Regions from separate parts of the Mus musculus genome. Here all the other regions are linked to region 5. Evidence: chromatin contacts called from public promoter capture Hi-C data. All regions are on one chromosome and are shown on one strand. Each heading gives the region's core, a stretch centred on a gene start, on an enhancer-like site or on the middle of the called end of the contact. The rest is flanking DNA. Distances are from core to core; before and after follow the strand shown. Region 1 holds the start of Polq (polymerase (DNA directed), theta). Region 2 holds the start of Arhgap31 (Rho GTPase activating protein 31). Region 3 overlaps Cd80 (CD80 antigen). Region 4 holds the start of Stxbp5l (syntaxin binding protein 5-like). Region 5 holds the start of Gpr156 (G protein-coupled receptor 156). Region 6 holds the start of Tmem39a (transmembrane protein 39a).

Region 1 (3,912 bases), core at 54-2,553, 900 kb before region 5:
GATGCCCAATAATTTCCTAGTGAATAAATGCATAAAGGAAGGAAGCGTTTCTTTCATGGAGTAATGCCTCCCTCTGGTGGGATTTTAGAATATTGTTTAACCACTTCCTAAATTCACTCCCCACATCCTTCCCCCAAACCAATGGCCATAATTTCTTCAGGATAGGCTTGTCACCCACTTGTTGGCTTGGTGAGATGAACTGTGGAACTAGGCAAGTACCAGGCACCGATTTACGTCCAGAAGTTGGTCAAAGCACATCTATAACTAACTTCCTTGTTCAGAATGACCCCTCATGTGCTTTCAGAGCCTCCTCTTTCAACACCAAAGGGATCTATCCAGAATCTCCAGTTCTGATCATACAATCCTCAGGATATAACCGCAGAAATAATCCCTTCCCTATCAACTGCCAACACAGAAGTGCAGTTCTCAACTCAGAGGGAATAAGAAAATTTATTCTGGAACAAATATGAGTTACTATGGCCCCAGGGACAAATTTAAATTGTTCTATATACTGTTTTGTGGTAGCAGTTTTACAGAGTTTTTATATTTCCGAGCAAAGAGAGCTATAACTGAAGACGTTTAAAGATACATTGATGTTAATGGAAACTTCAGGTAGGTTAGATCCAGCAAATCAAGAGAAACTTCTGCTGTAAGGCTCAGATGCATATAACATGCTTAGCTTTTGGGTTGGTGGAAGCTACATTCCCAAATTCGTACATTCCCAAACGACTTACTTAATAGTCACAAGAACATGACAGAGTTGTGTGACCAAACAAGTGGCTATTTAAGGGGCCGAGATAACCCAAAATAATTGACACTGAACCAGTCTACAGCCTGGAATGTTTAACCCGGGCGTGTCCTCTACTCCACCCCCATCTGTTATTTTAATTCACGTATTTGACAAGAGGAAAACCGCACAAATTACGCTCTACCAAAAAACCCTACTTTTTTTTTTTTTTTTACACAATCTGAAGAAACAAAAAAGAAACAAACACAATACAATAGTAAAGAAGAGATACTTTCCTAATCTATTCACATAAGGGCAACTCATTAGCTTCCGATTCAAACCAGAAATAAGTAAAAACAGGAGGAATGTTTTTAGAACAATCTACGAATGCAGTCAGATGCTCCGTTCCTTTTAATGTCTCCAGCACTCTATCCCCTTTTCTATCCCCAGCCGCCAGCGGAGGCCGGAAGCCAGATATCAGCGCGGGCTGTTCCGTCCCTCACCACTCTATGGTAGTCGGGTTATTCTAGCCAGGAGAACTCTGTGGTTCCGGGGCGTGCTGGGAGGCCTGCATTTGAAGATGGAGGCGGGAAGATGGAGGCGGTAGCTGTCACTAGGTTGGGGTTCTCCCGCGCGGGAGGCCTATGGGACTGTGTCGTGTCCTGAACAGTCGAGAGGAGCTTGTTTGCAATGAGTCTTCCGCGCCGGAGTAGGAAACGGCGGCGTTCATCGTCCGGCTCCGACACGTTCTCGGGAGATGGTGATAGCTTTGTTAGCCCTCAGCTCCGGTGTGGACCGGTGCTGAGTCCACCTCCGGGGCTGGGACGCGGCCGGAGGCTCACAGGGACAGGTACTCGACCCGCGGGGCCGACGCGGCCGAGGGCAGCAGGGGTTGAGATGGGCTGCGAGAGTATCAGGGCCATGCACTCCCGCACCGGAGCTGGATAGCTGGAGGCAGGGCTGCTATCCAGTACCCGGCCTGGGACTCAACCCTGGGGATGGCTTCCCTCTTGGCCAGCATGCACAGCTGATGGTGTTTTAGTCCACCACTGCCCCAGTAGATATGGGCGTTCTTTGGTTTTTGGGTCTTTACACCTTCCCAGAAACAACTTCCAAGTTGGCCAGATCCTGTCACCATGTCGAGGGTTTGCTTAGGATAAATGTCCAGTGGTACAACTTCATATATATAAGTACCAAATTTCTGGGTGTGGTGTAGGATGCAGGCTCTTTGGACTGCAAAGAGCAAAGCTGGAAGGCACATGTTGTCTTAGAACCTTAACCCAGTTCTTGTTTGCTTTTTTGAGATAAGGGCTTGCTCTAGGTCAGGCTGGGTGCTGTCTCGATCTCGGACCAAGGGTGTTTATCCGTAAATGTTGGGATTATAGGCCTACACCAGTGCATTTCATAATTCTTTGCCCTTGGTTATGCAGATACCTCAGTACTAAATCGTAAAGAGAAACTCATCTAACAGCTTTGTAATGCTTAATCACCCTTCTACCTCCACATCTGTACAAACTTTTTATTCAGTGTGTATAGCACACTTTTTGGTTTTTTCGAGACAGGGTTTCTCAGTATAGCCTGGCTGTCCTGGAACTCAACTTTGTAGACCAGGCTGGCCTTGAACTCAGAAATCCATCTGCCTCTGCCTCCCAAGTGCTAGGATTAAAGGCTTGTGCCACCACCGCCCAGCTATAGCACACTTTTGTTTGTGGCTCTTAAGAGTTTTCAAATTTTCATCTAGTAAATAAAAAATTGCTAGCATTTTTCTGTATAGGATCAGTTTCTTAATAGGTCTCTAGAAGTGAAGATGTGTTTTAAGTTTGGTAGGAATTCAAACAGGTTTAACTACTAAACTTGTATGTTGGAGGTAATTAAATTGTTTTTGTTTTTCTGAAAGGAACAAACAAGCGAAGAGTTTCTGATGACCAGATAGACCAGCTGCTGTTGGCAAATTGGGGACTTCCTAAAGCAGTTCTGGAGAAATACCATAGTTTTGGTGTAAGAAAGATGTTCGAATGGCAGGCAGAATGCCTTTTGCTTGGTCACGTCTTGGAAGGAAAGAATCTAGTTTATTCAGGTATTCAAATTTATGTAAACTCCTTTCACTAAAATTATCAGTGTGAACAATTCTCTTTTGGGTTGGTTACATTTTTTAAACAGGAGGAATGTCATCATTTGCATCCTGACATCATGAAAGTTCTGTTGTGTGGTAGAGGAGGGAAACAAGGACATTTGCAACGTATGTAGGAAAAATTCTGCTTGTTTAATTTAACGTATGTCTCAGTGAGTCTGAGTCTGTAATGCTTAACGTATGTCTGAGTGAGTCTGTAAGAGATGCCAGCCTGCTCTTTCCTCATTTGATCTCAGTTGCTTTTAACTTTTGTATTCATAACTGAGGTGATTGTGCAGGGTCATACTTACAAAACAATATGTCGTATACTTTATAAGGTTTACATGGGTTTTCAAGAGCAACTCTGATATGAACAATTTTTAACCTATGTTTACTGAAGTGACTTAAGGATCAAATATAAGATACAGTTCCTTTGTGCCAGTTTCCTCTGAAGTTCTGAGCCATTCAGATGTTTTTTATAAGGCTATGAAAAAGAACCACAGTAACAACTAGGTAGATATAAGTTCAGAATGATTGGGTTTGGGAACTCTATCATTTACTGGCTGCTTGGATTTGTAAATTGGAGGGAGAGTGGAGGAGGGGGATGCTAACTGACTTGGTACTGCTGAGGGTTAATTATAAAAGCTTTGAACAGTTTGGTATACACAATTCCTAAGTGTTTAAAGTGTGGCATTAAGCAGCAGCGTCAGCCGGTTGCTGACTGGAGGAATGGGCTAGGCATTTCAGTTTCTTAACTCACAACGTTGGCCAGCAACTCACACAATGAAGATGTTTTTACCTTAGATATATATTGGATCTGTGGACTTTCTGTCCCTAACTCCTCACCATCTTCTTCTAGATCTGGCAATACACTTGATAACACATTTATCTTTTTCTCTGCTCTTACCCTGATCCCGACTTTCTCACTGTGTTTCTAAGAACATGTTAGTCATTTTGTATTGCTTTCAGGATAGACCAAAAAAGTCTTTAGATGGTAGGATTATGGCCCTCTTTTTTGTGTGTGGCATTTAAACATTTAAAAAATCTGTAGTTATGTATGTATATATGTCTGTGT
Region 2 (3,909 bases), core at 198-2,697, 800 kb after region 5:
TTGTTGTATTTATCTATGTATAATGATAGATATGAGATATGTGTAGTGGGCTCTTTTCTCTTTCTCTGAAGTTTCCAAAGAAGCCTTTTTTTTTAAAGTCCAGAACCAGTCAACTTTACAAAAGGAGTCATTTCATGCCCCATTCCCCCACCTTTGCTATATTAAAAACTTTTACCCTCCAAGACGGTGTTATCCCAGTATAGTTTGTTTTCATTTTTCCCCACCCACCAAATGTTTAAACTGTTTCCACTGGCTCCTCTTTTTCTTTTTCCAAGCTGACTTAAAAAAAAAAAAACCAGAGACGCTCTTCTATATCCTAAACTCTTTTAAAGCTGAGGCCCTCTGACCTTCTTACGACACACTGCTCGCAGGACACACCAAAGGCCCCTCTGAAAAGGCAGGAGGAGGTAAAGGGTGGTGGTGGTGAGGTGGGGGGGGGGTCGGGGGAGGTACTGTATATTTGGCATCAACTCAGAAATACAGAAAATGTTTGTGCAAGCACTCCCCCAGCCAGGATTCCCCGCCCCACCCCCAGCACACTGCCTCCTACCACATTAATAAAAAAGGATGTGAGCCGGTGAAACCTTCCAGTACAGGAGGCACATTTAAGATGATCACAATGATACATCCAGAGAGATTCACCACACGTCAGTCACCCCCTCATCTTTCCCTTTCAATACCCAAAGTTTAAGACCCGAGCCTCCCTCCCGGGGCTTCAGCCTCAGAAATGGCCAGTAAACGCCACAGCTACACCACTGCTCATCCACCGCTCCTGTGACACGTCGGATGGACAGACCCAGCTCCTGCACTGTGGGGTGGAGGCGATGTGGTTAAGAACTGTCTTTTTTTTTTTTTTTTTTTTTTCCTATTAAAGTACAGTGAGCGCACGAGCCTGGAACACATTAACTTGTGAACTGCATCCAGCACACCCCAAGAGAAATCCATCGCTCTTAAACAAAAAAAAAAAAGGGGGGGGGGTACATTACCATCCTGTCCCGAACTTTCCAGATACTCCGTCAGGTCACATCCAAACGCACTGGCGGCTCCCTTTCGTTTCAGCTTCTGCTTGGCACCCTTGTTCTTCATGAGTTAGCCCCACAGAGGCTGCCCCTCCGTCTGCGCTCTCTGCTCCGCACCGCTGATGAGGGTTTCGGGGTCGGGTCACCAGGGCAGAGCGGCGCCGCGGGTCCGCATGGGCGCGCAGATTGGGCCGTGCACCGCCCCGGGCGGGTGTCACCTCCCTACTCGGGCTCCGGCGGCGTCTCCCCGCGCTTCTCGGCTGAGCCTTGCGAGGAGCCGGGGCCGGGGCGCGGCGGTTAGGGGACCGCCCCGGGGCTGAGTGTGCTCCGCCCTAGGCCCGCGCTCTGCCTTCAGAGCGCTGGAGGACCGCGAACAGCCAGCATCACGTCCCCTTGCCCGCCCTTGCGCCGTCCCTTTTTTCCTGTCTTACAAATCCCAGGATCGTCCAGCTCAGGAAGCGCTGGAAGGAAGTCAGCTCCGGAGGGGGGCGGAGGTTGGAAATTTTTGGCAGCTGTGTGTGTGTGTGTGTGTGTGTGTGTGTGTTTGTGAGTGCAGTCGAAGGAAGTAAGTGGGTGGGTTGAGCTGCGCGGGCTGGGGGAGAGATCGCGCTCTCCCGAAGTGGCTCTGCTAGTCCAGAGTATCGCCCAGGGCCGTCCCGGAGGAAATCGGCCTCGCGAGGAGCCGCGGCCGCCCGCCCGCTTCCTGCCGCCAGTCAGGCTCTTTGCACAGCGCAGGAGGCGGCGCCGGACTCTGCAGGGAGGGCTCGGGATGGGTGCTCATGGAATTGCTCTCCTTGTCATCCCAGTCCTGACACTTTCTATTTCAGTGCCTGCCTTTCTCCTCCGTCGACACTTAAGTGTAGTGACAGTAACAAAGACTGGGATTCCAGAAACCTGACCGGCAAAGCCTTTACGTTGGCCACTCCCATCTCTCTTTGCCTGGGTCTGCGGTCCCTGAAGCCCAGACGTCTCCTCTCCCACGCTGAGGTTAGGATACCCTCGGGCGAGAGAGAGGTGCAGCTTTGTAACCACTGCCCAGGAAGAAGTTATATTTCTAGTTACAAACTCAAGTTCAGGCACACACACACACACACACACACACACACACACACACACACGCACACACACATCCCGATCTTACTAACTGCAAGAGATTTGAGTAAAGAAACCAAGATTTAAGGGGCGCTGACATTTTGCCAGTCTCCCAGGTTGTTTTAAAACTTGAGGCGTATGTTTTCACCCCGGCATGTTTTTCCTGCTTTAGTTGGAATTCCTTGACTCGTGTGTACTCAGCACACAGTGAACACTTAAAGTCTTGTGCCTTGACAACTCAAAGATTAGATTAAACTTCCTGCATCCATTCAAATCCATATATAGGCTTGAAGGGTAGGTACATTCATATAGCTGGCAAAAGTATTATGTGTTGCATTTTAGTTACTGATTCCTCTTAAAAGCCATCATGGCAGTTTATGAACTTTGAACTCTGACCTTCTCTCTATGTCCAGACATAACCTGATAGCCAGCCTACCAAATTTGGCCTACAGATGTGTTTTGTTTGGAACATATTGTTTAAAAAAAAATTTAGCCAACACTAAAGAATTAAGATGTTTCTCCGTAAGAAAGCTGGATTTCTGTCGTCTCCTGTGGGAAGGAAGCTCTGCTTATACCACAAGTGCGTTCTCGTAAAACAAGGAGTGCCATACGTTAAGACACGGCGGCTGGCTTTCAAGACAAGCCTTCTAGTTTGGAGGCACCTCTGCCTGTCTGTTATTCGTCGCGTTCTCACGACCGGCCAGGAAGAACACAACAACCAGAATCTTCTACGGCAAAGCTTTATTGCTTACATCTTTTTGGGGCCAGAGTGTAAGAAGCAAGAGAGAGAGAAAAACGAAACCCCTTCTATTTAAAAGAGAACAACAATTGCCTAGGACGCATCACTCCCTGATTGGCTGCAGCCCATGGCCGAGCTGACGTTCACGGGAAAAACAGAGTACAAGTAGTCGTAAATACCCTTGGCTCATGCGCAGATTATTTGTTTACCAACTTAGAACACAGGATGTCAGCGCCATCTTGTGACGGCGAATGTGGGGGCGGCTTCCCACAGTTCCCCCTTTTTCTTTTAATAAGAGCAAATAGGCCACCCATATTAATGAGAGTGGAGATAGAGGTCAAATCCCCAGTGTGTAGGTAAAGGAGCCATGTACAGGATTAGCTCTTAGGCTTACAGGCTTTTACCCAGAGCAACCCTGACCTGCTCCCGTGTCGTTTTGCCTGGGGGAAGGGAACTAGGACACTGAACCTTCATGAAAGATGACATGTCTCCCTAGAATAGGCTCATATATGCCGCAGAGCCTTTCCATTGCAGTGCTTAGCCTTGCAACTCTCTCGGGCTGCTGAAGCACACTCACTCTATCTCGTGCAATGAGACTAGCCTCGTGAGATATAAGAGCTGAGTGGCCAGCGACCTATTGCCTAAGCATAGATATATCAGGGGAAGCTCCATGTTCTAGTCCTGCAAGCGCCTGGGCAATAACCACCTTGTCTCTCTTAGTTTGGGCCTTAAGCTTACAGACCAATCAAAGAAGCAACACTAATCCACAGCAAAGTGTATCTCCAAATAATATTAATCCCACCCAATTTTTTAAAGAAAGAAAATGCTGAGGAGATCCAATTGGGTAATCCTTTGGTCAGCGACAGGTCCAAGCGCGTGGAGTTGACCTGAAGTCTCAATTCTCGAAGGATCTGTTCAAATTCAGCCATCCAATTCTGTAACATATACTGAAAAAGACTTTTTGACAAATTAGCTGTCCTAGTAAATTTAACATACTGAATGGAAATAACACACAATCCCGGAAACTTTTGTTCACATCCCTGCTGAGTTATTTGTCAT
Region 3 (3,868 bases), core at 488-2,987, 560 kb after region 5:
GGAGGAGGGAAGGTTGAGAGGGGTGAGAGGGCTGGGAGGAGCCAGGACTCTGTAACAGGTACTTGCAATACTGAGAGATCAGGTGGTCAGCATGGATGACAAATTGGCTCCACATTTAGTCATTTGTCCTTGGTTTCCTTGGGAGCCAGCACTGCTGTCTCAGGTGATTCTAGATCCCATCAAGTAGACAACAAACACCAACGATTAGGGCACTCAATGGAGAGTGGCCTTAAAAGTCTGGGCCAGAAATAAATGCATAGGTCAAACTTTTGCTTGGCCTAGTTTTCTCATCTGTAAAATAAAACAGTTCTGGTGGTGCCCCTCGGACTCCACAGGCCTCAACTTTGTCCTCCACGTTCCTTCGGGGCTCTGCAGATTCTTTAACTTGCCCTGGCCCTTTCATTGGGGTCTCTGAAAAGCCATCTGCCTTCTCATGGGACTGGAGGACCATCCCACTTCTGGGGTGTCCTGTCTCTGACTCGTGGTCCACAGGCATTTGGATGGGTAGGTAAAACAAGTCGCTGCTTCTCTATACATTTAGAACGCTCACCATTTGTTATCATTTGAAGGCGAGGGAGAGAAGAAGATTCGGGACTACTCTCTGTAGTGCCATCCACATTCAAGGATGCTTAACCAGGTGGTAAAAAGTTGGCAGTTTATTTGCCAATGTAGTAATAGGTATTCAAGGTATATGGTTGCTCCTAAAATATTGGACTCACCTTAGGCTGCCTAATCAGAAGAGTTAGATGAAGCGGGGCATGTCTCAGCTCTCCTAATGTCATTCTCTAATCTAGTGCTTGCTTTAGTGGCCTTTGTTCTTCGCAAATCAAACCATGTGGTAGGAAGGTGAGAGCATCCAAAGCCATGTTAGTAGCAGGTATGTTGGCTCACACCTTTCCCATGACTTAGGAGGCTGAGGCAGGAGGATCAAGATGATCAGCTTGAGCTACCTATAGAGACCCTGTCTCAAACCAAAACAACAACAACAAAAAAATGTAGCTCTGTGCAACTCTCTCTCTCTCTCTCTCTCTCTCTCTCTCTGTGTGTGTGTGTGTGTGTGTGTGTGTGTGTGTGTGTGTGTGTGTAACATGGGGAAAGAGCTGTAGAAGAAATGAAGAGGAAAGTCCCATTGGGTAGATCTTTAAAAAAAAATACAGAGTTGTGTTATGTGGAGAGTATAGGGCTAAGGAGACTGGAGTGAGGCAAAAGCATCCTTGTTGCAGCATCAAAGCTGAACAAGATGTCCGAATGCCATGCTTACCTCTGTTGGATATGTTAGGCATTCCTGGGTGTTGCTCTTCTCCCTATGTCTACAATCCTACAAGTATTGATTCTGGGTTGCAAATAAATTTTGGAGCTGTGCATGATGGTACATTTCTGTAATCCTAGTATTTAAGGGGTCAAGGCCAAAGAATTGCTATCAGTTTGAGGCCAACCAGAGCTACATAGCAAGATCCTGCCATTCCCCAAATAAACTGTAAACAATTTTGGAGAATAGGAAAATTAACAAATGTGGACTCCAAGAATAAGGACGTCCTGTTGTATGTCTTATTTAATATGGCCCTCTTTTAAATTTATATTTTCTCTTCTCTGCCTCCTTTGTTCCTTCATGATGGAGAGTCACAGGGCATGGGGTCATAGCCCCATCTGCTGCAAGCTGCCTAAACATCTGAGTCCCAGCTAAGACCTCTGTAAAGCAGGGTGACCTCTACCTCACAGCTGGGGGTGGGGGGGAGTAGATCAACTCGCAATTGTTCCCATTCAAAGAATGACACAGAGGAACCAGAAAGGAAGGGCGTGGTAGGCCCTTGGCTGTGGTGCGTGTTCTGTAAGCAAATGATGCACAGTCTCTGGAGTTCTGGTCAAGGCTATCTTATCTTCCGGGCTTCAATATGTTCGATAGAGCACATAAGAAGCACTAGGACTCCAGGCGTGATGGTGTTTGCTTATAACCCCAGGACTCGGGAGGTGTGGACAGGAAGTCACCGTCGGCTACATAGGGAGTTCAAGGCTATCCTGAGATAGGACCAAAACCTACCTGAGTTGAGAGAAGGTTCATATTAATGCTAAATCCTGCTTGTCATTGGAAAACCCTCAGAAAATGCAGGGGTCTGGACTGTATTATAATGCTTAGTTCATGAGTCTGATTTCAGTGGTCTTGATTATTGCAGAATCAAGTTGGTTTTGGTTTTTGTTTTGTTTTGTTTTGTTTTGTTTTGTTTCGTTTGATTGTATTTAGCTTTCTTTTTTGTTTTTTTCAAGACAGGGTTTCTCTGGGTAGCTCTGGCTGAAACTCACTCTGTAGACCAGGCTGGCCTGCCTCTGCTGCCTCCGAAGTGCTGGGATTAAAGGCGTGTGCCACCACTGCCCGGCTGTATTTAGCTTTCTAATCAGTGGCTTCCAGATCCTTCTCAAAAGCACTGGAAGTACAGCCTCTATGGAAAATAACAGATGTTTTCAAAAGATGAAAATAGAAATATTATATGACACAGGAATTCTACTTTGTGAAAATGTCCACATGAAGGGTTATCAGGGTTATGATGAGCCATCTGCAGACCCATGTTCACAGCAATATCATCCACTATCCCAACTACCCAAGATTAGACAAGCGAGGGAAGCAGCCCAGATGTCCATCAGCAGATGAGAAGATAAATCGTATGTGTATGTATAATTATACAACATGCAAATTGGAAAAATATATATGTTTATTTATATATATACATATAAATATATGTGTATGTACACATACACATAGATGGATAGATTAGATGATAGACAAAGAGACAGATTATTTGTGACTGTTATGTCACATGGCAAGGAACTCGTCATATAACACGAGATGAACAAACCTTAAAGACGTAATATTAAGTAAACAGGCCAACCACAAGAAGGCCAGTAGATTTGAAGTAGTCAGCCTCACCGAGGCAAACAGCAGAGTGGCAGCTTCAGGGGTGAGGGAAGTGGAGAGCGAGTCGGTTGTTTAATGGGTGCGGAGATTTGTGACACATACCAACATCTCCAGAAGTCTGTTTCACAACAATGTGGAGATGTTTCTCCCCTGTAAACTTAAAGATGGTCGACAGCGTAAACTTGATGCACTTCTTTCTGTGTTGGCCATCAAACTCGGGGCCTTGCATATGATGTGCATGTGTCCTACCATTGAGCTACATCCTCAGCCTTTGGTATTTTGAGACAGAGCCTCCCAGTGTAGGACAAGCCAGCCTCAAACTTGCTATTCTCCTAGCTCTGAAGTGCCAGGATTATAAGTATCCAACATATATGTGGTTCTTTTTATTGTTTTACTTATTCACCTTACATCCACTCACTGCCCACCTCTTGGTCACACCCTTCCTCAATCTTTCCCCACCTTCCCCTCCCCTTCTCCTCTGAGCAGGTGGGGGCCCCTCTGGGTATATTACCCATCCTGGCAGAGAATCTTGTGAGTTCGAGGTCAGCTTGGTCTACACAGCAAGTTCCAGGACAATCAGAGCTACATAGAGAGAGAGACACTATCTCTAAAAATGTCCCTAAAACAAAGAACAACAAAAAATAATGTGTTGGGGAAAAAAAAATTCTAGCTTCATGCACCGTGGTTAGTCACTTTATAGTGCATAAGAGTTTGGTTGTTCATTAAAGATAAACATTTTTCTTACTTGCCTCTTTTTAGATGTTGATGAACAACTGTCCAAGTCAGTGAAAGATAAGGTATTGCTGCCTTGCCGTTACAACTCTCCTCATGAAGATGAGTCTGAAGACCGAATCTACTGGCAAAAACATGACAAAGTGGTGCTGTCTGTCATTGCTGGGAAACTAAAAGTGTGGCCCGAGTATAAGAACCGGACTTTATATGACAACACTACCTACTCTC
Region 4 (3,712 bases), core at 274-2,773, 530 kb before region 5:
GTGTGTGTGTGTCTCCTTGTTTCTTCACAACAGTAAAGTAGAAATATAACAGGCCCTAAAGCCAATTCAAAACTTACCTTGCAAATCTGGAAATAGTCTGAAGTCAGGCTTTCCTGAATTTCCTCTCTCGGAAGCCCTGCAGTCCCTCCTGGATGGACAGAGCCACTTCCAGCCCCACCACTGTTACTGCCACTGCTGCTACCACTGCCAGGGGAAGAGGCAGTTAAGCCATCCAAAACTTTTCGGAAATTAAACTTCTTCATTTTAAACACTGTCGAAAAATTAAAAGGAAAAGAGAAGTGGTCACAAACATGGAATTTTACGGGGCAAAAGCCTCTATCTTTTCATTAGTCAAGGCAGGAGTAGCTAGTCCCCATTTTATGAGCATTGGATGTAATCGACGGGGAAGAGGGGTTCGGGCTTCATGTCCTCAAATTTTAACTTTAAAAGGGATATCTTTATAAGATAAAGAGAACACAACTCCAAGAGCAACAGTATTCCTTCCTTCGCACATTCAGATTTTCAAGGGCTTTATCCCCAGCTGTAGCTATGCTTTATCAGCACTGGGGTAAAAATAAAAGGCCGTGTCATCATCGTCATTAGCATTATATCATCATTATTATACAATCAAACCAGAGCCCAACAGACCAAGACCCTATGGACTGTTCTGAAAGGGGGGCTTTCCTTCTTCAGGGTCAACTCATAAATTTTTATTATCGGAAAAAACGATGTTGTAGGGGAACCAGTATTTACTCTTCCACCATGTTTGGGGCTCCCCCCCACACAATCCCATCATCTTCAAAGCTTCCTTTTTCTCAATAGAAACTAGGGGACAGGAAAAAAAATGGCTTTTTTCCATCCCATATACCCAAAAACCTAGACCCCAAAACATCTGCGGTGACTCACGGCCACAGCCGACGGGAGGGGCGAGCGGGGACCGCCTGCCTCCACCTGTCCCCAGCTCCTCTCTTCTGCCCCTCTCCCGCCTCTGGTCTCCCGTGTCCCCTCCCCGCCCGGCTCCCCCTCTGCACAGCAGCGGCTCTCCGGGGGATGTGAGGCGGTGACGCCTGCGGCCCGAGTCCCGCCTCAGCCTGCGGGGCGCGCAGAGCTGGCTCTCTCGCTCCCTCCCAGCCAAGCAGGGCGCTGAGGCTACCACCGCGGGCTACGAGCCCTGGAGCCCTCACAGACAGCCGGGAAGCCACACGCACCTCAGACAGCTGCGCGGGCGCGCTCTCCCTCTTGCACAGGCACACACACACACACACACACACACACACACACACACACACACACACACACACAGGCGTGCGCACAGGTGTGAGGGCAAGCCGCGATGGGACAGCACGGGTGTCCCTGGGGACCCCAGACTTAGCACCTTCCTCAGACGCCACTAGCCGCCGGCCAGCCCGTGAGGCGGAGGGCGCGGAGGCTGCAGGCTCACAGGCGGGCGAAGGTCCAGCCCGGATCCGGCCGCTTCTCGGGTCCCTCTGGTCCTGGTGCCTGGCGCTCTCCGAGGTCCTAACCGAGCGGGCGGGTCTGTCTCAGGCTCCGCCCCCGCCGTGGGAGGTAGGCCCCGCCCCAGTCGGCCCGCACCCTCCTCCCTCCCAGACTCTCGCGCCGGGGGCGGGGCACTCTGGGCACCAGGGGGGCGGGACATCCTCTCGCCAATCACAAGCTCCACTGACCTAAGTCTTAGGGATTCCAGGCAGGAAAGAAGTTTGGGGATAGGTCAGAGAAAAAGCCAGTGACAGGAGGAGGGGATCATTTAGGAAAGTAGGTGATGTATTTGATTGACAGCCATACTAGCCAGTATGCCTTGGCGCCGTGCTTTGGGGGCTGTAATTGGTGCTACCTGTTGAAGGACGCAAGTGTGAATCAATAGAATGCTTGCAAGCTTGAGAACTTGCGCTCCGGGAGTCCCAGGCTGCAGAAAGGGTTACCTTAGGTCGTGCTCTGGACTGTATTGTGGACCCGGCTTTTGGACCGGGCTTATTTTGCAGCCTTCCCCCACCCCCCAGCACCCCTTGAATCTATTTCTGCTCACCAGGGCCAGGTGCATCTAATAGACGATCTCGCTGCCCTGCTATATGCGTTGAACGTAGATTTGTAAATAATCCCTACAAACTGTTAGTTCTCTCCATTAAGTCATCTGTACCAAAATGAATTGGTTTTCGGTGGAAATGTTGGCTTCCAAATCTTAAGGAAATGATTTGCCTACTTTATACAGCCTATGGAAATAGACCAGCGTTCCCCTTCTCCACATAGACAAATTAAATTTTTGAGGAAACATTTCTCTCAAATCATGACAAGATGCATCTTAAGCTTTTTTCTCATTTGAATCATTTTGGAAAATACTCTATTCCATACAGGAAAAAGAAACATCGCACCATTGTGAAGAAGGTGATGTAGTTCTGAGCCCTGACTGGCTTTTGGTAAAAGGCTCAAGGTCCATAACTAACTGTACACTTTAATCTAAGCAACAGGGATCATTAGAAATCGTCCCAAATATTTACTGTCCTACATCTTAGGTATGAAACACCACTTCCAGACCCATCCCTTTCTCTGTCAGAGATGAGAGGGGAGAAAGGGAAGACTTGAATGCCTTATGAATTACTCAGGCAAATAGCAAAGAAACCATGGCGATCAAATCGCGCTCAGATTTTCGGAAACTCAGCTCGGTATTCACATTCTCATTTTGAATGTTCTACTCCTTAACACTTGCAGCACTTCTTTTTGTAACCCTCTCACACTTTCACGGTCAAACCCAGATAGTGATTTTCTTAATAACCATTAAGGAGTAGAACTTTGTGCTTCTAGTTAATTTAGTACCTGGCACAGTATTTCTCTTAGAAAGAGCATTCAAAGGGCTTTAGACAATGGATTAGTTACTGGCTATAAGATAAAGATTTATGAGATGATATCTAACTTATCATGCTTGGGAGGAGTGAAAAATAAGTATGGAAACAAATTTCATATGTGTTATAAACTGGATCTTGAAGTGCTTCTAAATCCTATATCAGATACCTAACAATACCTGTCTTTTGCTGTCTCCTGTTGCCTTTTTTTTTTTTTTTTTTTTCCTTTCTGGCCCATTGTTCATTTCCAAACATCGGAGTTAATGAGAGCTAAAAGATTTTCTTCCTCTTTTTACGTCTAGCTTTTCTTTGAAAGGAGGCGATTTGGTGAGTTAACCATTATTAAATAGAGTGATGGATTTAGAATGCTTTCTTTGCTTCAGCAAAATTTGACCTACCTACTTAAGGGTCAATATGAAAACAAGCCCACAGCATGTGGAGGTCTGGCCTTTTGGTAAAAGTGAAGGAAGAAGATATTCCAGTTCAGCAAAGAGACATAAAATGTTTACAAACAAAACTTAGGTCACTCATCACAAGCATCATACTATCACAAATGTATTCTATGAAAAAAAAAAAAAACCAGAACTGATAAAGGAAAAGCATATTAAACAAGTTAACAAAGATCATGAAGGGAATTCAACAACCTGCTAAGTTAAAAAAAAAAGCTATAAAACACACAGCAGTCCAGATGGGATGACAAATAGGTATGAAAAGTAGAAGAAATGTTGTGTCAAAATATACACGTTTCCAATAAATATTAGAAAGTTAAAACAGCTGGTAAGGTGACTCGGTGGTAAAACATTTGTCTAACTTGTGCAGGGCTGTGCTTTCATTCTCCTAAATAAACACACACATAA
Region 5 (3,902 bases), core at 107-2,606:
CTCCACAGTGATTCTGAGACAGACACTCCCACTGCACCTAAAGCTTACCAATGTAAACTGGCCGTCCAGCAAACCCCAGAAATCTGCCTGTCCCCTTCGCTGCCTCCAGCCTTGAGATTACAGGCAGAGGCTTTTGTTGGGGAACCCCAGCAGGTCCTCACGCTTCCAGAGTGATTGCTCTACCACATGAGGCATTGTTCCAACATCCCTGTCCTGGGCTTTTAAACTGAGTAACCCCAAAAGTGGAGAATCAAAGGGGGCCTCCCCAATGACAGCATCTAACTGCACAGAACAGAAACTCACATTTTGCTCAGTGTCTCACATTCAGGACAAGATGTGAGAAACACGCATTGTCCTGAATAAAACGTTTGCTTCATTTCTTTCCCCATATTTTCCTCTCCAATGAAGTATTTTCCTGTGAAAAGAAGCCTTTGGGTGAAATAGTGAGGGAGGGGTTAAAAAATTTTAAAGCCAATCCTCCTTACCATGTGTGATCTGAACCCTGAAGTCCTACTCGGTTCCCCCTCCCCTCCTGTCCCTAAAATATGTGGTCAAAATGTGGTGTTTGAAATGCAAGCCTTTAATCCCAGCCCTCCAGCGGCAGAGGCAGTCGAACTCTGTGAGTTCGAGGCCAGCCTGGTCTCCAAAGTGAATTCCAGGCCAGCCAGGGCTGTTACACAGAGAAACCTTGTCACGGGAAAACACATGCACACACACACAGACACACAGACACACACACACGCATTCCTATTATAAGCAACATTCTTGTCTTTCTAAAATAAACACAAGCTCAATGTAAAGAATCAAAAAATGCCCAAATAAAAAATGAAGAATGAGGAAAAAGAAGAGATGAGAGGGAAAGGCGGGGAGTAAGAAAAAGAAGAGGGAAGGAGAAATGCAAAAGGCCAAGGGAAAGCTAATGGATAACCTCCCCCCGTATCAAAACAAAACAAAAACAAAGCAAAACAAAACAAACAAACAAACAAACAAACAAACAAACAAAAAACCAGAAACCGGGATCTGAGACTGAGGAACCAGGCACAGGACCTGCTCCGGAGGTCTGAGCATCCTCGGGCTACAGGGCTCCTCAGACCGGCGCTGCAAGCGGCTCTTTGAGCACAGCAGCAGGAAGTCGCCCAGAGAACCGCTCAAACAGGAGTGGACGTCTTTGGAGGAGTGGAGGATGCGGGAGTAAAGGGACTCCGGAGTAGAGAGGCCTGCAGCCGAGCGCAGGGTCCGGTCGCGGCGCGGGGTGGCGCCAGAGGAGGGACGGCGGTCAGACAGAGGAGGAGGCGACCCGCAGGGCACCGCGCACACCGCACAGCCGCCACTCCGGCTGTCTACGAGGCGATGGGCGCGGTCCGCGTCCCTCCCGCCACCTTCCAAACCCGAGAGCCCACCAGAGACCGGAAGAGCACGCGCGTCCCAATCCCGGCCGCGGGCTCGGCGCATCTCTGCGGACGGGGACCCCGCAAGGTGAGCACAGTGCGCCCTTGAAGACCCCAGATTTTGTAGGACCTCCCTATGGACACAGACACCTCCAGTAAGAAATGGAGAGGGCAGGAGTCCCTTCTCCTATTCAAAACCTGAGCAGGATATTCAGAAATGATTTAAGAAGTCCAAAAAGTAGGGAAGAGCGCGTGGCCACGCATCAGGGATGGCGTTGATAATTTGGGAGGAAAAAGGGGAGGGGAGAGTGAACCCAGTGTGACTTCTCTATTTTATTGAATAAGCAACAAAGTGCTCAAAAAGGAGATCTCAGAACTATTTCCCACACTCGGGTGATTTCCAAGCGTGACCCCAAATCTACCCTGCAGGTGCAAGCTCACCCCGAGGGCAGGGTGGTGAGCTGACGTTCCCCCACCCCCTCTCTGAAGTCTGAGAAGAAAGTTTTACTACACCGCCTATGTTCTGTGTGGAGGCTTTGTTCCTGGGCACTGGAGGAGTGACCCAGGCTCCTGAGCATCCTTGGATCTGACCAGCAGCAGTTTCCAAGCGTGTTGTAGAGGCTTCCACTTAGAAAGTTGGGCATCACGTGCTACTTCCTTAATGCTTTCTGTTACCTGTTAACATTTCGAGATTAAACTGTGTAGGGAAGACGGTGTAGCCACTCTACCCATTTGTTTATTTTCTGGATGCATGAGAACTAGGTACCTCTGATAAACCTGTTTTCCCAGTGTATTCCTTAAACAAGCTGTGGAGGGAGATGCTAAGAGTGTGAATACTTCATTGAAAAAGAAGAGTTTTCAGATGGGAGTTTAAAACCACCATATTTGTTGGTGTGTTAATTAAGCAGCAAGGCCGCCAAAGAGGGTGGGGGAGAAACACCTTTTCTCCACCAATAGCTGGATTCTCCCAGGAGTTGGAACACCAGCCAGGCTTCCAAGTTTGTAGTTTTAACTGCTGCAGAAGGAACAAATGGGTGTATCCAGATAAATGAGGAGGGAATCACTTGTCTGGGGGCTGTAGACACTTTGACTCTGGGATATAAAGTGCCTTGGCAGGCTGGCTTGAGTTGGGACTCTCTCAGAAAGAGAGGGGGCTCCCTGGTCCCATTTTGTCTGTGTGATTCCCCTGCAGGACCACCACTGTATCTGGCATATTCTTTCTGCTTCTCTATCATTGCCCCCAGCTTTAGCTTCTCTCTGTTCCCTAGAGTTGGTCTGGTCAGAGGCAAAGCCTTTATGGAAACTTGGGAATAGAGAAGCCCAGTCTTGGGAAAACAGGAATGTCCTTCAGCAGAGACCAGGAGGGCAAATAGCTAAAAGCAACTTCTGTCCTAGAGAGTGGAAGAATGAGCAAAGGAATGAAGTTAACTAAAAAGAAGCGGCCTCAGACACACCATTTTGTTTTGATTTGTTTTGGTTTCTCAGGACCGGGTTTCTTTGTACAGCCTTGGCTATCCTGGAATTTGATCTGTAGATCAGGTAGCCTTGAACTCACAGAGATCCAGGTACCTCTACTTTCCAGGTGCTGGAATTAAAGGTGTGTGCTACTATGCTAGGCCTAAGGACTACACTGTTTCACGATGAGGGCTCCTCTATTACATTTTCTTGCTATTTGTCCATAAGGGCATTTGAAAGTTTTATTGGAAGAAATAGAGGCCCCTAAGAAGTGCCCTCTCTCCTCAGATTCACCGTTAAAAAAATACCCTTGTGCGTGCATGCATGTTTGTGTGTGATAGAGAGTGTATGTAGTGTGTGTGTGTGCATGCATGTACATGTGTGTATGTGTGTGAGTATTTGTGAGTATGTGTGTATGTGTGAGAGTGTGTGTTTCCATATGTCTATGTGTGTGCGCGCACATGTATGTATGTGTTTGTGTGTGAATGTGTGTGTATATATATGAGAGTGTGTGTGTATGTGTGTGTACAGGCACATGCAGACAGATGCCTCAGGTTGGGTTCTTGCTTCCATTTTGTTTGAGGCAGGATCTCTTATTTGTTAGCTGTGTGCACCAGGCTAGTGGGCCCGAATCTAAGGATTCTCCTGTCTCTGCCTCTCACCTCCTGTTAAAACAGAACTGAACACACAGCACATGGCTTTCTATATGGTCTGGGGATCCAAACACTCACAGCAAGTGTTTACCTGGTGAGCTTCCTCTCTGGCCTGAATTCATGTTTCATTTCATGCTTTGAATGTTTTCAGAGAGTAACCTGAGGCAGAGAAGAGAGAAAAAGAATGGCCAGGTCTCCTGTAAGCCACAGAAGCCACAGAAGCAGTGAAGGGCAGATGACTTGGGCAGAGAAACTGGATTCAATAGTTGAACGGAAAACAAACAGAGCCCTTATTTTATGAAAAGGACTGTGAACTTATTAGTGTTTAGTTTCTAAAGAGTTCGCTAAAAATGCTGACAGAGAATTCAAGTCCCTCACTTTTTCTACCAACATTTTACTATGAGAA
Region 6 (3,541 bases), core at 882-3,381, 650 kb after region 5:
CTCCTTTTTAAAAAAACTGTAGCTGTCTTCAGATCCCATTACAAATGGTTGTGAGCCACCATGTGGTTGCTGGAATTTGAACTCAGGAACTCTGGAAGAGCAGTCAGTGCTTTTGACCACTGAGCCATCTCACCCGCCCTCACCTGCTGCTTCCTTAAAGCCTCATTTCTCATTCTCTGGGTCGAGTTCTAGTTCCCTGATTGGTATCCATACTCTTTTCTACACAAACACACAGGTATACAATTCAAGATGCACAATTGGGGAGAGGCTGTGTGTAAAGTGCTTGTGATGCAAACGTGAGGCCAGGAGTCCTCCAGGAGCTATGCCAAGTTGGATGTGGTAGTAGACATCTGATTCTAGCAGGCCTGTGGGAGGATGGGAGGCAGAGGCAGGAGACTCCCCAGAAGCTCAAAGGCCACATAGCCTGTCATACGAAACAACCAATAACAAGGAGAACTGTCTCAGACTAGGTGGAAAGTACCCAAGGTTGTCCTATGACCTCCACACTCTTGGCCTGGCATTCACATGCCCCCCCACCCCACCCCCCACACATAAACAATATGCATATGTGAGGGAACACGTGGCATTTCTCTTTTCAAACTTGTTGCCTTACTTGATATAATATTTTCCAGTTCTATCATCATTTTTCTTTAAAGCTTAGTAAAAACCATCGTGGGTTTTTTAATGATCCACCCATCTGAAGATGCACATGTAGACTGACTCAATTTCCTTGCTGTTGTGAATGAAACGGTAGTAAACATGGATGTGCAACTATCTTTGGGTGCATATGGTCAGGACTGGTACAGCCAGGTCCTGTCATTGTGATTTTTGTTTGTTTTCATTTTCAAACACCTCCATCATGAAGGCCACAGTGGTTACACCTTTCTATACTGACACCAACTGTGAGTAAGGATCCTTCTCCTCTCCATCCTAGCCAACATTTTGATTTATTTATATCTATTTATCTTTTTTCTTGATGATAGCAAATCTGACTGAGGTGAGATGGCATCTCAATGTAGTTATAATTTGCATCCCCCTGGCCTCCACCGGCACACCAGGCTTATTCTTCTTTATTTTACCTTTTTCTACTTTAAAGATTTATTTATTTTATATATGTGAGTGCACTGTAGCTGTCTTCAGACACACCAGATGAGGGCATCAAGTCCCATTACAGATGGTTGTGAGCCACCATGTGATTTCTGGGAATTGAACTCAGGACCATTCAGTGCTCTTTAACTGCTGAGCCAACTCTCCAGCCCTATCAGGCTTGCTTCATTTTGATATCAAACTACTGACAGTTCTGGGCAACATTGGGCTGCCTATCTTTTTTTTGGGGGGGGGGGTAGGGTGAAGGCTAGGGATTGAACTCAGCATGGTAAAGTAAGCTGTACAATTGAGACTCCATATCTTTTTATTTACCACGTACTGTCCTCGGAAAACAGCTTACTCATCTTTGGAGCTTCAGACCCTTTACAGTATTGGCACTAGTGCCATCCCTGGACCTCAGATGTAGTTTTGTTTCGTTTTTTTTTTTTTTTTTGACACAAGGTTTCTCTGTGTAGCCCTGGCTGTCCTGGAACTCACTCTGTAGACCATGCTGGCCTCGAACTCAGAAATCCACCTGCCTCTGCCTCCCAAGTGCTGGGATTAAAGGCGTGCGCCACCACTGCTCTGCTCAGATATACTTCTAACTGTGAATTTATTGTTCTTAACAGCATTACTGAAGCTTGTTGCTGCGTTCTCTTATTTATTAGACTTAACTTTTCTAGAACTCATTCTTTATTTCTATTATCTACCTAGTTCATTATTTAATATTCAGTCCCTGCAAGGGGCAGGCGTCCGACGTGCTTGTCACAGTCGTTTGCATATGAAAGACGTGATCTTAGGTGGCATCTCCGAATTTCCCTTCTCTTCTCCAAGCATTTCTCTAGACACTAGCTGACTGGAGCCAGGGAAAATTTGGGGAAAAAAACAACCAAAAACCAAACTAACCAACAAACAGAAAAACTCCGCCGGGCACGTATGGGCCGGAAAGCCCGGGCGCCGGAGAGTCCCACTGCGCAGGTGCGCCGGGAGGAGGGCGAGCCAGCTCTGCTGGCCGCAAGCCTGTTTCCGGGGGCCAGCGCGACGCAGAGCTGACGTCATCGCTGTGCGCTGCCACGTCTCCTCAGCTCCCGGGCGATGGAGGCTGAGGATGATGAGTCTTGGTGATGGGGTCGGACTGTGCTTCTGACTTTAGCTCTGGCTCTGGCACGGACTCCCGGTCTGGGTCTGGTAACCTAGCGACCCGAGAGCTTTCTTCGACTGTCCAGTGGGATCCTGCCTGCGTCCCGGCAGCTGTTTTTGGAGCGCTTTAGAGGAGGGAGTGAGTTTGGGTGCCCGGGGTCGCGGCTGTGAAGCCGCCGCCTCCTCCCAGGGATCCCTCTCCGTGGCCAGCCTGTCCCATGCGTGAGTTTTACTTAACCTGCTTTGTCATCTCGCCGGCCCTGGCGTGCTTCGGCTCTTTCGGCCGCCGGCCTGAGACCACTAGGTGATTCCGTCTTGGAGGTTTAGTCCAGTCAAGTTTGTGGTTTCTCGCCTTCCACCTCGAACAATCTTACGCTGATGCGCCCCAGCCTTTTGCCCTCACCGTACTTTCTCTTTAATTGAGCAGGGATCAGCTTTCTTTGCCTTTAACAGTTTGGAGTCTTTGTCCCACCTGGCGTTTGTTAGCCTACAGTGGACTAGGGAACCTCGGATCCCTCTACAGTAGTAATGTTAAGCAAAAAAAAAAATTTTTTTTTTCAGAGTATTTTTAGTCGTATTTAGGAAATACGTGGTATATGTTGGCAGAACCATGTTTGCCGAAATTGAGGAAAACATAATGTCGTCGTCCGCCCACCTCCCCCCTGAAGATCTCTTTAGCCCTTTAATTTTGCACGTTCATTTAATTTCTTAGCGGTTTTACAGAAGCTTTTCTGAAACGGGCAACCATTTGAGTGAAATGAAGAAACAAACTCTGGTTAAATGACTTGGTCAAGGTCAGAAACCTGCGGCAAATCTTAGTCAGATTCCTTGATAACAACCTCATATTTTGGACAGAGATATTTCCTGTATTTCAAGTGATTTTAATGTGAAATTGCAAATTAGAATCGAGTAAGTTGTGGTGTTTCTTGTAGAATGCCACCTTGTAGATTGTAGTCTTGTTTTATTTAAGAAAAAGTCAGCAAGACAAGACACCAGCCGGGAGTTGCCTTAATGCTGAATACAGCTGAGCTCAGAATTTAAACCTCTGACCTTACCCCAGATCCAAGCAGTATATAGGGACAGGAACATTTATTTGAAAATTCAATCTGGATTTTATAAGATCTGCTCACTGAGTTTTAACATTTGCTTGTTATACTGACTTCTAGAAAAAGTTACAATCTTTCTTTCTTTTTTAATATTATTCAGATTTGAAATAAGTTGACAGTCATCAGCCTGGGTGGCAACTTCAGGTGGCACTGGAAATTACCTGGTTCCTGGACATGCCCAGTAGAAGGCGGGGTCCCAGTCGGCAGCA

Evidence for each region. Promoter capture Hi-C pulls out the DNA fragments that hold promoters and counts their contacts. Capture Hi-C pulls out chosen DNA fragments and counts their contacts.
Region 1: a contact with region 5 is called in a promoter capture Hi-C map of pancreatic islet. The contact joins the promoter of Polq here to the promoter of Gpr156 in region 5. A contact is called at or near these places in 2 of 39 promoter capture datasets (hippocampal neurons and liver) and 1 of 9 other capture datasets (pancreatic islet).
Region 2: a contact with region 5 is called in a promoter capture Hi-C map of hippocampal neurons, with 2.4 times the contacts expected there. The contact joins the promoter of Arhgap31 here to the promoter of Gpr156 in region 5. A contact is called at or near these places in 1 of 39 promoter capture datasets (hippocampal neurons) and 1 of 9 other capture datasets (embryonic stem cells).
Region 3: a contact with region 5 is called in a promoter capture Hi-C map of embryonic stem cells. The contact joins the enhancer-like site here to the promoter of Gpr156 in region 5. A contact is called at or near these places in 4 of 39 promoter capture datasets (the 3T3-L1 cell line, embryonic stem cells, hippocampal neurons and 1 more), 8 of 484 Hi-C or Micro-C datasets (differentiating embryonic stem cells, embryonic stem cells and reprogramming fibroblasts), 4 of 115 datasets of contacts at active chromatin or transcription factors (embryonic forebrain, embryonic stem cells and neural tube) and 1 of 9 other capture datasets (embryonic stem cells).
Region 4: a promoter capture Hi-C map of liver shows a contact between it and region 5, with 2.5 times the contacts expected there. The contact joins the promoter of Stxbp5l here to the promoter of Gpr156 in region 5. A contact is called at or near these places in 3 of 39 promoter capture datasets (HPC-7-derived erythroid cells, hippocampal neurons and liver), 1 of 115 datasets of contacts at active chromatin or transcription factors (embryonic forebrain) and 1 of 9 other capture datasets (embryonic stem cells).
Region 6: a promoter capture Hi-C map of adipose tissue shows a contact between it and region 5. The contact joins the promoter of Tmem39a here to the promoter of Gpr156 in region 5. A contact is called at or near these places in 2 of 39 promoter capture datasets (cranial neural crest and hippocampal neurons) and 1 of 9 other capture datasets (adipose tissue).

What each region holds. Positions count from the first base shown.
Region 1 is chr16:37,010,483-37,014,394 of GRCm38.p6, forward strand. Polq (polymerase (DNA directed), theta) reads left to right here and starts at 1,304. Exons shown (of 30, transcript NM_029977.2): 1 at 1,304-1,577; 2 at 2,625-2,804. The coding sequence starts at 1,418.
Region 2 is chr16:38,711,588-38,715,496 of GRCm38.p6, forward strand. Arhgap31 (Rho GTPase activating protein 31) reads right to left here and starts at 1,448. Exons shown (of 12, transcript NM_020260.2): 1 at 987-1,448. The coding sequence starts at 1,086.
Region 3 is chr16:38,470,199-38,474,066 of GRCm38.p6, forward strand. It overlaps Cd80 (CD80 antigen), which reads left to right. Exons shown (of 5, transcript NM_009855.2): 2 at 3,668-3,868. Among named protein-coding and RNA genes, the nearest start is that of Gm41453, 11 kb to the right of the region's middle. Within about 2 kb of position 1,738, at least 8 of the 459 cell types and tissues checked have an H3K27ac peak or open chromatin away from gene starts, as enhancers often do. A contact at or near this core is called in embryonic stem cells, where this site is marked.
Region 4 is chr16:37,383,435-37,387,146 of GRCm38.p6, forward strand. Stxbp5l (syntaxin binding protein 5-like) reads right to left here and starts at 1,524. Exons shown (of 28, transcript NM_172440.3): 1 at 1,376-1,524; 2 at 78-271. The coding sequence starts at 263.
Region 5 is chr16:37,915,140-37,919,041 of GRCm38.p6, forward strand. It overlaps Gpr156 (G protein-coupled receptor 156), which reads left to right and starts at 1,357. Exons shown (of 10, transcript NM_153394.2): 1 at 1,357-1,476.
Region 6 is chr16:38,560,683-38,564,223 of GRCm38.p6, forward strand. Tmem39a (transmembrane protein 39a) reads left to right here and starts at 2,132. Exons shown (of 9, transcript NM_026407.3): 1 at 2,132-2,448; 2 at 3,433-3,541. The coding sequence starts at 3,507.